Regions from separate parts of the Cricetulus griseus genome. Here region 1 is linked to region 2. A link is a contact called in public Hi-C data. All regions are on one chromosome and are shown on one strand. Each heading gives the region's core, a stretch centred on a gene start, on an enhancer-like site or on the middle of the called end of the contact. The rest is flanking DNA. Distances are from core to core; before and after follow the strand shown. Region 1 overlaps Nav1 (neuron navigator 1). Region 2 overlaps Nav1 (neuron navigator 1).

Evidence for each region. Hi-C and Micro-C count contacts between places; a contact is called where the count stands out from the background.
Region 1: a Hi-C map of liver shows a contact between it and region 2, with 3 times the contacts expected there. The contact joins two enhancer-like sites. A contact is called at or near these places in 7 of 8 Hi-C or Micro-C datasets (the CHK-Q cell line, the CHL-YN cell line, the CHO-K1 cell line and 3 more).

The regions. Positions count from the first base shown.
Region 1 is chr5:53,790,274-53,796,602 of CriGri-PICRH-1.0, reverse strand. Nav1 (neuron navigator 1) reads right to left here. Exons shown (of 30, transcript XM_035445545.1): 11 at 6,079-6,120; 12 at 5,229-5,377; 13 at 2,133-2,185; 14 at 1,180-1,257. Among named protein-coding and RNA genes, the nearest start is that of Ipo9, 34 kb to the left of the region's middle. Within about 2 kb of position 4,747, at least 4 of the 6 cell types and tissues checked have open chromatin away from gene starts, as enhancers often do.
Region 2 is chr5:53,722,156-53,729,065 of CriGri-PICRH-1.0, reverse strand. Nav1 (neuron navigator 1) reads right to left here. Exons shown (of 30, transcript XM_035445545.1): 6 at 3,198-3,563. It overlaps LOC103163026 (a long non-coding RNA gene), which reads left to right and starts at 6,228. Exons shown (of 8, transcript XR_004770267.1): 1 at 6,228-6,721. Within about 2 kb of position 2,060, at least 1 of the 6 cell types and tissues checked has open chromatin away from gene starts, as enhancers often do.

The DNA of each region.
Region 1 (6,329 bases), core at 3,498-5,997, 65 kb before region 2:
CAGGCATAATGATGTTCCCCGCCTCCCTGGCGCCTCTCCTTCGACATCTCCCAGACATGAATTTCCTAGGGTGTGCAGGACATGACCTGGGCCACTGGCCTTGATGGGTGTGGTATAGGACGGTTCTTGTTTCTGTTATAATTCTTTTGATCCCAGGGACTTCATACAAACCAGTCAGCACAGGACTTATGAACTGAGGATTTGGGAGAAAGAATAAAGACAATAACCAATGTGGTAAGGGTGCTGTTCCTAAAATATGTTAGAAACATGCAAAACCTTGGTGGACATTCTACCTGATTCCAAGGGCTAGGCCTCAGGCCTGGCAGCTGAGTCCCCAGAAAGGAGGGGATGAGAGAAGAGCAGAAACTACTGCAGAAACTGCAGATGTGGTTATTTTTGTGCAAACACTTGGAAAGCTCCTGGAGACCCAGCTCAGTTGTTGTTTACAATTTTGAGTGAAAATGTCTCTTATGTTCTCCGCTTGCAATTTGGTCACAGGCAAGGAACTTCCCACAGTGGAGGTAGATGAGGTGGCTCCATTTCTCCCCAATCTCTCAGGACAGAAAAACTAAGGTCAGGTCCAGAGGAAGGCAGTCACTCAAAATGGATCTATGAAGGGTGGGTTAAATGCAGAAACGACGAATATCCAGTCTGAGGCTAAAGTAAGATTGATTCTGCCAGCTGCCCACGGCAGAGCCAACTGTGAATCACATAGGCAGCAGCTAGAATGGGAGATGGACTTTGGATTGGTCTCATGGTCAGCAGACAGAATTCTAATACCAGGTCTGTGCTTGTTCAGTTATGTGGCATTGATGAAGAGATAAATATACCCTGGGGCAGTGGAAAGGGCTCAGTAATTAAAATGCATTGCTATTTTTGTCCATGTCCTAGGGCAAGGTTGCTTCTGCCTCTCAGCAGAACCACTGGTCTCTGCTTTCTTTAGGAAGGTCAACGGTTACCAGATACCAACTCATCTATACCAGTTAGTTAAGGTGGGGAGAAATGGCTCTTAATGAAGGCTCAGAAAAAGTGAAGGGCAGTCCCCAAATCACCTGTTGTATAGCTGTGAATAGAACCTGCTCCCCACAGGTCTAAACCCAGGGCAGACTTCATCATATCAATTTCCCACATTGCTTGTGTTTAACTAGAGCGAGGTCTTACACTGCTTCAGGTACTCACATTGGCAGAAAGCTGAGATGTCAGGGTGGCCACTTTTTCCTGGGATGATTCCAGTTCCCGACGAAGCTTCCGGATTTGCTGTGAAAAGAAGAGAAAGGCAAGCTACTGATGGGGGAAGAAGTAGAGGGTCTAGAAGGAAAATGGAGGGTGCCTTGGTGTTAACAAGCAGAGACAAAGGCTTTGTATGTACCCTACCTCAGATTGCATCCTCTCCTCAGCCTGAAGAAGTGGGCACAGAAGGAGAGAGAGAGAGAAAAGCAGGTGGTTACTATGGAGGTGCAGAAGCCAGGCCCAAGTATCAGGGCGGAGACAGGAAGGAGCATGATTGAGAGATGCAGAGAGATGAGTCCCCTGTCTCTTGGCCCTGGCTCCTTACAGGACTGGCTCAGAGCTATACTCAGGTTTAAATAATAGGTTTCTCTCTGGTGCTTCTCTTTAGTCAGTCTTGTTATTGCCAAAATGGCTACAGAATGAGACTGGTTGGCCTGGGAACAAACCTTGATTGTGAACAACTTGAGGGAGTAAAGATTGGGGTCAGAACAAAACTAAGAGTCAAAGGGTATCTAAAACCAAATGCCCTGTATGGTTCCCCACAGTAGACATTTAGTCAATGCTACATGTTACTGGGTCTTCAGTCTTGGGAACCTACTCATCTTGGGGACAGAAGCATTTCTCATGGCCGGGAAAGGGTGCTGTCACAAGGAGATCTCACTTTTCAAAGAAGAAGGGGAAAAAGAACACCAGAGTTGTTTGGGAGTTGGTGGCAAGGCCAGAAAGAAAGACACTCATCTAAGTGCTTCAAGCGCTAGGTGCCCCCCACTCCCAGGCCCACAGGCTAGGATGCAGAGACAGCAGTTCCCCATCCCCATCCAGTCACCCAACCAAAGGAGGGCTGAGGGAATGTGGAACGGTAGAGGAGGGGGCTGAAGGGGAAGGGACATTAATGGTCTTACTGAGGAGTAGGTGGAGGAGGCACTGGAGGCCAGAGACAACACCGAACCATGAACTGAAAGAGAAGGAGAGTGCAGAAGGTTAGCATGGGGTTCCAGGGCCCAGGAGTTCCTGGGAGGAGCCCGAAGGCAGGAGTTTGGACTCTTGGAGGGCATCTGGAGCAAACAGAAAGAACAACACAGGGCACCCGTTCATATCCCAACAGCCCACAGCAGGCGCGTATCCGAGGACATGGTCCTGAACAGAGACAGCCTCCCCTTTCATCTGTATTCTCTGACAGCCTGGGCCTGGTGGTCCCTGGCTCAGCCTGACTGAGGAGCATAGGGGTCTAGAGACAGGGGAAGGAGATTTTCATGTGCGGTCAGCATCTGCTCTGCTCAGCCAAGAAAGCACTTTAAGTTGCAGAAAGGGGTTGCTTCTTGTCAGAGCTGCTCAGAACCAATACTCCGATTCTACCTGTGCCTCCTCTTCTCACCCTTGCAGTGCTAGCCTCTGAGCCCGGGGACCACTCAGGTGAAAAAAAAAGCGGGGAGAGTCTGATCATTGAACAGAACCCACTGCAAGAACTAACAGAGCTAACGCATCCATTAGGGATGCATCCTGACGATAATAATGGAGGTCTCATGAACCCCACGGCCTGGTCTTCCATTAACACCCAGAGTACCATCAACCATCAGATGGCCAGCCTGGGAGCTAGTCTTTGCAGCATTCTAGGAAGAGGACTGAGATGCCTAGTTGTGTGGATTTAAGAGCTGCCATTTTGTCCCCATATCTCTTCTGAGAGACCGTGGGGAAGAAAGACTTGGCATAGAAGCTCTGAGAACACAGAGCACCGAGGAGTCGCATTTAACCCTTCCAGATTTCAGTTTCCCTTCCCTGGGCCCCAATGGTAGATGCTCCAACCCCAAACCCCAGTGCTAGGTGGTGCCACCCAAGGTTTCTGGGCCCCCAGACCCTTCAAAGTTATGGGAAGACAGAACTGAAATGGCCCAAGTTGATGTTCTGTGAATTATATATGTGTGTGTGGTGGCGGCAGTGGTGGCAGTGGAGGTGGCGGTGGGTGAGGGAGCCCAGCAGAGCTGGGATGATTGTGAACCGAGTTAGCATGAAGTCTCACCATCATCCGTGGGGTCGCGGAAGGATCCTGACCGAATCATTCCCTTGGATCTCTCGGCCAGGGACAGGGTGCTCCCCATTTGGGAGCCGCTGTACAGCTCGAAGGCCGCCTCGTGGGTGGGGATGCTGTTGGAGCGGGTGATTCTTGGCGTGGTGGCCGCAGTGGGACTCACTGGAAGGACAGAGGGAAGGGGGAAGGGAGAGGGAGGGGGAGGCAGGAGAAGAGGCAGGGCCATCAGCTCTCTGGTCCCTTGTGGGGCCGGAGCAGGAGTCAATGAGAGGCAAATGGGAAGAGGGGAGGAGAGGAAGGGGCAGTAGGTGGGGCAGTGGGGGTGTGCGAGCAGCTGGAGGTTAGGAGTCACCCCTGCTGGGAAGGCTGGGCCCTAATGGAGAAGGACTCCATGGTCTGTAATAAAGGTCTCCCCTTAATACTGCCTGCCTTGGAGTTGTCGCATTTGAAGGTTAGGCTGGGGGCCTGGCGGCTTTCCCGAAACCTTCACATCACTAGGATGTGCAGATGAAAATGGGATGCTGTGGTTCCCGAAAACACAACTGGAGGCTGTCTTAGTGGGGACTGAGAATCAGACCAAGACTCAGATCCAAATGATGAAACCGGACCAGCTACAGAGAAGGGGACCAGGCTGTGGAATCCAATGGGCTCAGCATTATGAAAGGGAGTAAGGCCCCCTGTAAAGCAGTGTCACTCTAGGTCACTTTGGTTGAGATCTCAAACTAGACTATGGCCTCTCTCTCTGCCCAGCATCCCCTGAAATGAAGGTCAGAGAGACAGAGTGGATGAAGGTGTCAGCGAAGCTATAGAATCCACAGCTGTGGAATCTGCCGACCACAGAGGCCACCACTCCCACTTTTCCCTTGCTGAATCTCCACCTTTCATGGTTCATACCCTTGTGGAATTCCCCTCTCTGACCTTTAGCCTCCATACAGGCCTGTAGATGTTTCCCCTGCCTGTAAAGACCTGGGAAAAAGAATTCACACCTCTGTCTTGCCCCTTTTGAAATTCCAAGATGAGATTGGCCCAGTCCCTCATTCTACAGCACAAATGGTCTCTCTTCTCCTTTGGCCCTCAATGGAGACAGAAAACAGGCTGGTCCCACCCTGCGTTTGATAAGCCCATGTAAGCCAGATGACCCTTCCTTAGGCACAAGTAACCTCCATTCCTAGCTTTCCTCCAATTCCCCACAGTCACGGCGCAGGCGTGTTACAAGTCCTCATCACAAAAGAACTGCTTTCTTTCACCCAGCTAAAAGGAGAGATGATTTAGAGTGATGCAGCAAGCAAATGGCAGGTCTATTCCGGCCCTGTCCTAAAGAGACTCCCATTAAACCAGTGCTAGCACAGTGCTTCCCAGAACCAAGGCTGGTGTGTGTCTGAGCTGGAGCCAGGCCCTCCTCCTGAAGCCTTTTTCCCCATCCTGTGTCTGAGTCACAGAGCCACTTCCTTCTTTCCCAGCTTTCCCTTCTCCGTAGGCTTTAGAGAGGGCGTGGTGTGTCTAGGGCAAGTCTTAGTCAGTCTGCCTTTAGGGCTAGGATGGCCCTGGCTCACCCAGAGCAGTTGGTGAATCTGGACTTTCTGTTTTGGAGACAGACCTCATTCTCTGCTGCAATCAACAATCCTTCTCTGCCTGCAGTTCATCAGCCCACAGGTTGGTGTCGCCCTTACGAAGCTGCCCCTGGGAGTAACATGCATAAAACACCCAGCTACAAGCCCAGGGCCTTGGTATGTAGATTTCCCATGCTGTCATTCAGACCTTTGACACCATCAGGACCCCAAAACTTGTGCCCAGGGGCGACTTTTCAGTTTAGGACCTTGGAACACTTCATCTTTAGTTTGAGTTGGTAAACTGAGGCGCCATGAAACAGTCCACTACAACTTGAGCCAAACATGCCTAGCCGTTTTTGCCTCACTCTGAAGAGTGAGCCCTGCTTCATCTCCTGCCACAGCGAGTGACCGCAGACACTGACCTATGTTGGTAAGCTGGCCCTTTGCACTCAAGGACATGGAGAGTGCAGGGGGAGATGGCAGCTCTGCCTGGTCGTCGGATTCGGGAAGTCCACCGATGGTGTGGGAGTGGCGCCTCTCCTTGGTCTCCTCCTGGGACTGAAGCTGGTACCTGAAGAAGTAGCAGAGGAACTCAGTCTGAGTTGCTACCAAGTGACATGAGAGGCTTAGCTGTGTGTGGGATGCCTGAGCTAGGCAAGGAATGGTAACTCAGCATTGTCCCTTCCCTTGAGAGCTCCTGATGGGAACAAAGGATGGATGAATGAAGCCTCCACTCAGGGCTCGATGGCTCCATGTACAGGCTTTCAGGTGACGGGCATCCCCATCTAGTTGAGTAACTCTGCTAACCCAACAGTGGAGGATCCTCTGTTCCTAGCCTATGTGAGTGGCCTCAGAAGTCCACTATGAAGTGATGAATTGAACCAAGGAAGGACATAGGGCTATGATAGCATAGGATGCTGTAGGTAAGGACATGGTTACTGTATACAAACTCATTTCTCCCTCGACAGCAAAGAAAATCACTAGCTACAAAAGCTAATACACTTGATAGAGAGTTTGCAGAGGAATGTGGGTGGCATTTTTGTAGGACCACGTATAAATGACTTGCTAAAAGGGCCACTAAATTCATGCAAGGGGCCCGGGTTAGGTGGGGTTGGGACTTTATTTTTGGAAGTGAACTCACAGAGATCCACTTGCCTCTGCTTCCCAAGTGCTGGGATTAAAGGTGTGCACCACCCAGCTTAACTTTTTAACAGGCCCGGAGTCTAGAGTATATGGTAGAAAAACAAACAATCAAACATATTTAAGGGTTACCTGAGTCCTTTCTTGGGTAGAGTGTTCCGATCCCGCTGACTGCTATGGAGGGAGAGAAAGAGAGAGGTATATGAGCCTATCTTGGAAACTAGAGTTTGGGACCACAGGTTTGAAGGGTATATCCTCTGGAGACAAGACAGCAAACTATGAAAATCTATTTCGATAAACAAATAATACAACCGTCACAATCAAATTCTTGACTCAGAACTTAGGAAATATCTGAAATGTTAAGTTTTCTTTTTGTTAGGAGT
Region 2 (6,910 bases), core at 811-3,310:
AATAGTTCTAACCAGATGGTGATGCACGCCTTTAATCCCAGCACTTGGGAGGCAGAGGCAGGCAGATCTGTGAGTTCAAGGCCACCTGGTCTACAGAGTGAGTTCCAGGATAGCCAGGTCTACACAGAAAAAAAAAATCTTGATAAACAAGTGAACAACAAAATGTTCTAAAATTGTGCCTCTGCTGTATACTTCACTAATTTCAAACTCAGTTTTGAGTCTGTGACCCCTTTGGCAGTGGTGTCAGAGCCTTTCTCAGTCTGCTGTGCCCACGTGTTGGAAGAATGGACATCTTCAGTTTGCTGAGTGATAGGCTAGGGAGCCACCTGCAGCAAGATAGGGCCAGGAGAGCTGACCTGAAGCTCAACACAGCTTGACGAGAACCAGCCAGAGGACAGTCCCCATGGGATAACTGACAAAGGGTGAGAGTTACTGCCATCCATCGTGGCTCACGTGGACAGTCACCCAAGGGGAAGGTAGAAAGAGGCTCACCAGCCAGCTGCTCTGCTCAGGTGGCCCAGCCCTGGGGATGCCTGGGAAGCAGAAGTTTAAATGTCTGATGGGTGAACAGGAAGGGTCCAACCCATCTTATAAATGGAAAAACAATCTTCTTAGGAAAGTGACTTAAAAAAAAAAAAAAAACCAACTCATATGGGTGTTTTGCCTGCATGTATTTCTGCATATCACAAGTACATTGGTGCTGGAGGTGAGAATAGGGCTCAGATCCCCTGGGGCTGGAGTTACAGATGGTTGTGAGCCACCATGTGGGTGCTGGGAATTGAACCCAGGACCTCTGGAAGAGCAGCCAGTGCTCTTAACCACTGAGCCATCTCTCCAGCTCATTTTATAAATGATAAAAATCTAGCTGAGAGCCACAATGGGGATGAGAGTACTAATGGAAGCTGAGGAAGGGCGGCTTAGGTGTGCAGGGTTACCTAAGGGTTTCCTGGAATCCAGCACACCCTGCTTTAACATAAAACCGCAGTCTGACAACACTTAACTGAGGAGCGGTGGTGTGCACTAAAGTCACTGGGCGTTATGATCTGATTTCCTTCAATGCTTCAATTCTTTCCTAAGCACATTTAGGATGGCCTTCCCGTTACGGCCCTGGACAGGGACTCAGGGACAGAGAACACTTAAGACTGGGGTGAAAGTTACCACTAACTGACAAGTGAACATAAAAGACACATATGAAATGACATATAGCTAGCTTTGCAAGTTATACTCTCATCTACTTGGTGAATATTGTCATATTAGCCATTTATCATGTATTCTCCATGAGGACTCCAGCCTTCCTTGGCTTCCCAGCTGTGAGGGGAGCAGAGAGGTTGAGGTCTCATTCATGTCAGTCTTGGGGACTTTGTTTTGGCTTAACTCAATCAAGGTCATACTCGTTACCCAGAGGAAAGAGGATAAAAGGTGGGGGCTAAATGCTGTCCATTAGTCTGGGACTCTAACAACAACAGTCCTAACAGCTAACACAGTGAGCAATTACACTGAGCCAGGAATTATACTAAGCCTTTTACATATATTAACCTTTTTTTTCTCTTCATACCAGGCCATTCATTGCATTCAGTAGGTAGACAGATTAAAATATAGAGGCTAAGTAGCTCAAGCTCAGACTGCTAGTTAATGCTAGAAGTCCTACTACTTTCTTATAGTGAGTCTCTCCACATAGGGGTCCTGTGCCTTCCTGCACTTTGGGGATGTTAGTGGGGGTTGTAAGAATGCTGCTAGATCTGGGGGCTCCCTGAGGGTGAGGCCCTGCCAGTCTTGGAATTCCCTAGCACAGAGGCAGCCACAGCTCTGAGCCCTCAGCCTTTACGCTTCTCTCTGCCCTATGGGCTGGCACATCAGGGGACAGGGACCTGATATTTCCACACAGGCACTTCCCAGGGCATATGGTCTGTTTGGAGCAGCTTCTCTGCCACCTTGGCTCTCCTTTCTCCCCATGAGAGGCTGTGACCACAGCAGCAGCTGGGGCCTGAATACAGCGTGACTTCTCCCTATCCCAGCTCCAGGCTGGCGGATCTGAGCATGAGGTCGGGCTGCCCCTGGGATCTGCCAGGCAGTAAACAAGCCATTCATGCGTCAGTTGTTTTGCTCCAGAGCAGCCTCATCAGCTGGACAGACCCTGGTCAAACCTGCCAAGTTTATCCCCATGGGTGGGCTGTGGGCTGGGAGTGGTGGATGGCCTGGAACTCAGCTCAGCCTTTTCCAAGAGGCTACTGGCCATGCCCTTGAAGCTGCAGGGTTTTGTTAGGAGTGGCAAACTCTGGCAGTATGATTTTAGGTACCTGAGAGACAGGGAAAGGGCTGCTGCTGCTGTATGGAGTATCTTAGGAGTGGAGACCCCAGACAACCATGAAGGGAGAATGGAAGTGGTAGTCTGCTGAGAGACACCCCAGAGAAGTTTCCAGAACCATACAGCTCTCCGGCCTCAGGGCTTGAAAAAGTTGGTCAGAATACCCGGAACCCCAGCAGTTCAAACTCTTCCTGTTCTCTTTTCACTTCCAAGACAGCCGTATCTGTCCAAGTATTCTCTCCAAGTCTGCCCTGTCTATTATGGCAGAAAAGATAAGCTGAGGGTCCCTGGGGGCTCCAAGGGCAGGAAAGAGAAGGCTTAACAGACTGGAGTAGGGAGAAGGGTGTGGCATTATGGGTAGAAGAATTGCAGAAGCAGAAACCCAAGGATATAAACCAAGGGCTGAGGTCAGGAGGCCAGGAGCCCCAGGCAGAGGAAGTAGAGATACCACCTCCACTGTGTCTGATCTGGAATTTCATTCAAAAGGTGTTTTCTCTTAGTGGGTAGAAGGAGGTGACATTCTTAGCCTCTTTTTGCAGATGTGGAAGCAAATTAAGGTATCTGCAGTTTACCTAGTTTGCAGAAGAGCTGGGCCTCCAAAAGGTTTCCAGGGCTCTTCTGGCCACACTTTTTGGAGGATAGGCTCAGGGAGGAGAATAAAGGCATACCTTTATGGACCAATCAGCTCCTCTGTTGTCAGCCCCACCCACCATACCCTCCAGGATAAGCCACATCGGATTGCAGAGGCAGTCACAGCAGTCGCAGCATGCGCGATCGCCCTCTGCAGACCCCTTTTGTCACAGCACAGCAAACCCATGCTGAGGTCCCCATCCCACCTGCTGCCCTCCCATGCCTCCCGCACCAGCTGTCCACCCCCCCCCCCGGTGCTTACCCTGTTGTGATGTCATCATCCTCCGTCATGGTCTTGCCCATGAGGTCACTGTCACTCATGTAGCCGGACTTGAGGTCCACCTCATCAGAGTCCAGGGACTCCACCAACTCCAGGCGGGAGATGTGGCTGAGCTTGCTAGGGCTCCGCATAGGCATCGTGTGGGAGTAGTGTGCGCGTTCCCCATGCATGTACCAGGCCGGCGGCCCCTCGGAGCGGCAGCTCCCCCCAACAGACGGTGCATCGCCAGCCTGCAGCCGGGGGCTGGACTGGCCATAGCGCCAGGAGAGAGGAGAGGAGCGGTTGGAGAGGCTGGACACACTTCGAGGGTTGGCATCATCGCTGTCGTAACAAGTCATCTCCAGGGAGCTGTGGAGAGAGCAGATGACATAGACTTAGTCCTCAGCCCAGCCACTCTGTGCCTTGTCCCCTCATTGGGATGCCCTTCTGTGGGAGCTTCTAAGTGTATGTCCTTGGTTATAGGCTATCTCGACTGTCAAGGGACAATGAGCCTATGTGGCCAAGTCAGAAATTCCATACACACCTAAGAGACTATGCTGTGAGTGTAGCTTGTGTTTAATACTTTTTTTTGTCATTTTTTTTGGTGGGCCAAATGGCCCAAAGAAATAAACTAATCTTGCTGGTCCATGGCTTCCTTATCAGGGAGGTGGGATCATGCCTACCCTATGGAACGTTTGTAGAGTTGGGAGGGCTGCAGCCATACAGATCTGACTGGGCCTGACATGTAGAAGATGCTCACCCAACCAGAAAGAGCCAGTGAGGCCTGGTGGGTCTGGAAGAGTGGAGACTACTGATGACCAGAGCTCAGAAGGCCTTGACTATTCAATTTGTTGAGGGTGTGGCCGTCACCTCTGTCTGTCAATAAGCAAAGGACCAGCTTGATTCCTGGGTACCAGATCTATGAAAACCTAAAATCGGATGTGGAAGGTACAGGCAAGCTTGGGGAACCTGAGATATGGAGCAGGCCCCATAGGCCTGGGCATCAGGGGAGGAAGCAGGGCCTCCTCAGGGAATGGACATGGCCTTCACTGGGTAAAGGAGAGGACCCAGGCAAGCAGACAAGAGGTACAGGACCATCCAGGAGCCCAAAGGCTTCAGGCCACCAGGCCAGGACAAGGAAGCCACCGGCAGGCTACTACCAGAAGCCCTGAGGCTAGAGACCCTGGGGCCTTCTCTCACAGGGCCAGAGAGGAAATACGGCTGAGATCTGGCAAGAATGGTTATCAGGGCTTTGGTTCAGGCTGGGATTGATAAGTTCATGCAGTCTAGCAATGGCATTACTCCAAACTACTTTTGACCCTTCTCTGTCACTTGGCCTGACTGAAGTCAGACAGGGTTGAATCAATGACATGAGCTACATAGACTACCAAAACTGGGACATCTGAGGCAACCTATGGCTAGACAAGAGGTACACAAAGCCAAAGAATCTTTGATCTGTGACCACATCCTTTCACAAGCCACTCTCAGGGTTGGGATGGGAGGCAGACATTGATTTATTATTATTATTATTATTATTATTATTATTATTATTATTATTATTTTATAAAGTGCTTGAAAAAAGGAAAACCCTTTAAAATGGTCTCTGTTGAATTTGAGAAAATGTCCTTCCTGTTCCTCAGCAAAATTGGAGGTGTCAGTGGTCCTGAAAAACAGCAGGACAACCAGTGGCTTTGAGTACTCCCAGATGGCCTACACCATCTTTCCCTCTGGGTCCATCGGTCCCAGAATCCTTTGTAGTTCTGCACAGCTTCTAGTTACTGTGGACCTCGACACCATCTCTTGGGGGAAAAGGGAAAACCCATGATGGCAGGGAGGCCATGGCCACGGTGTAACTCAAGTCTCAATGCTCACCCATTCATAGTCTAGCGCTCCACAGACCCGATGGCTGTGCTGAAAGCAGTAGGGAATGTCTCACCACAGAGGAGGGTCAAGGCCTCATACAGTAAGTGCTTAACAAGAATAAGCTGCCCATGAAATGGTGATTGATGATGACAGAGGAGGAAGAAGAGGAGGAGGAAGAAGAGGAGGAGGAGATGCAGCACCAGCAGACCATGGTGAGAGCATGGAGGTATCCAGGGGAGCTGGTATGGGCAGTTGGTGTCCACCAGGGTAGCAAGCATATGAGGAAGTGGGGGTTCCTCACTCAGTTCTGTCTCTGGTCTAACCTCTGTGTTACCCTCTCAACATAAAAATGCCTCTTCCCCTATTTTGAGGCTCTACTTTATTAAAGCACCAAAATCCATCTCTAGATCTCAGTGGAAAGAGTTTCTAGCCCAGAACTGATCTCCTGACCTCTAGCCGGTGCCCAGCTCTAGGCTGGCCTCCCTGGGGAGGTCAGTTTTGCTTCCTCTCCAGCCATAGTCCCTACCCCAGACTCTCCTCGCTGAGGGAAGCATACCTACAGAAATAGAGGAAGTGAGTTTCCAAAAAGGAACTGAGTCTAAGTCACCCTGTGGATTCAAGGGTGACAGCAACCTTGGCAGATGTCCCTCCCTTGCACCCTGAGGCCCTCGGGGATAAAACTGTTTTGTTTTGTTTTTCTGAAGCTTGGTACCCCACTCTGTATGGACACAAAGTTGCCCCCATCAGCCTGTGGGTCCAACAGGTGCATCTTCTCCCAGGTCCTCTTCCTAGACTGGGGACTATATTATCACTCCAAGGTGCAGGGAAAGATTGATTGATAGCATGTTTAAAAAACAAAAGAGCCATAAAAAAGCCAGGACACTGGTGTGGTCCAGAAGTAAGATAAGCCAAAGGCTATGATAAGTGACCCCTAGTCTATGGTAAAAAGAAGACACAGGCTCTTGTTGGTTCTTTCTTTTCCATAAAGGGAGAGAGGAGCCAGAGGCCCCAGGGCACTTATCTCAACCAGTCATCAAGGGAAGGCTTTAGGCTTCCCTTCCCCATGCAAGCAAAATCTTCCCTACTTTCCTGGGGCCTCAGGGCAGGCATCGGGGCACCAGGAGCCTAGAGCAGCTGCCTCTGCCCTGCTTCTGAGGGTGAGTCATTTGGGGTGGGACTCTTAAGCAACTCAGCAATTCTTGGCTTCTTTGGCACAATCCTGGTGGGTGACTTGGCACTGAGAGATGTTCCAGAAACTTCCTTGGACAGCGGGGTGGCGGGGAGGAGAGATGTTCAAGATTTAATCTATAGGTGGCTAAATTGCTGGGTCATTCAGCTGAGTGGGAGCCCCGCTCTACCTGGGTTCCTGCTTAGGGCCTATGGAATGGGACAGAGACTATTCTGAGGCCCCTGAAGCCACACTGACCACTTCTCCCCAGACTCCCTTGATTACCTCCTGTTTAGTCGTCAGAGAGATGCTTAGATGTCTGGGAATAAGAGCCTGGTTTTTCAAGGCAGGGATATGGATGGGGATGTGGGAGGTAGCAGGAAGTAAGAGAAGGAGAAAACACTCAACAGGAGACCCAGGGCTGATGGAAGAAAGCCGCAAAGACGAGGATCAGCTGCAATCGTGGGACTCCCACCTAGACCGAGATGCCTGAAAGGTAATGGTTCTCTGACATTCAGGGTACACAAGCATGTCTTGATGCTCCTCTGACAGACCACGCCCCAAGCTACTACAAGTCCTTTTCCCATTAATTCTATGTCCCAGCTTTTGCAGTTAGCTTTCTATCATCAGGCAACAGAGAGGAACCTACCTCCAGTTCAACTGAGGAGGTTTCAGCCCCTAATAC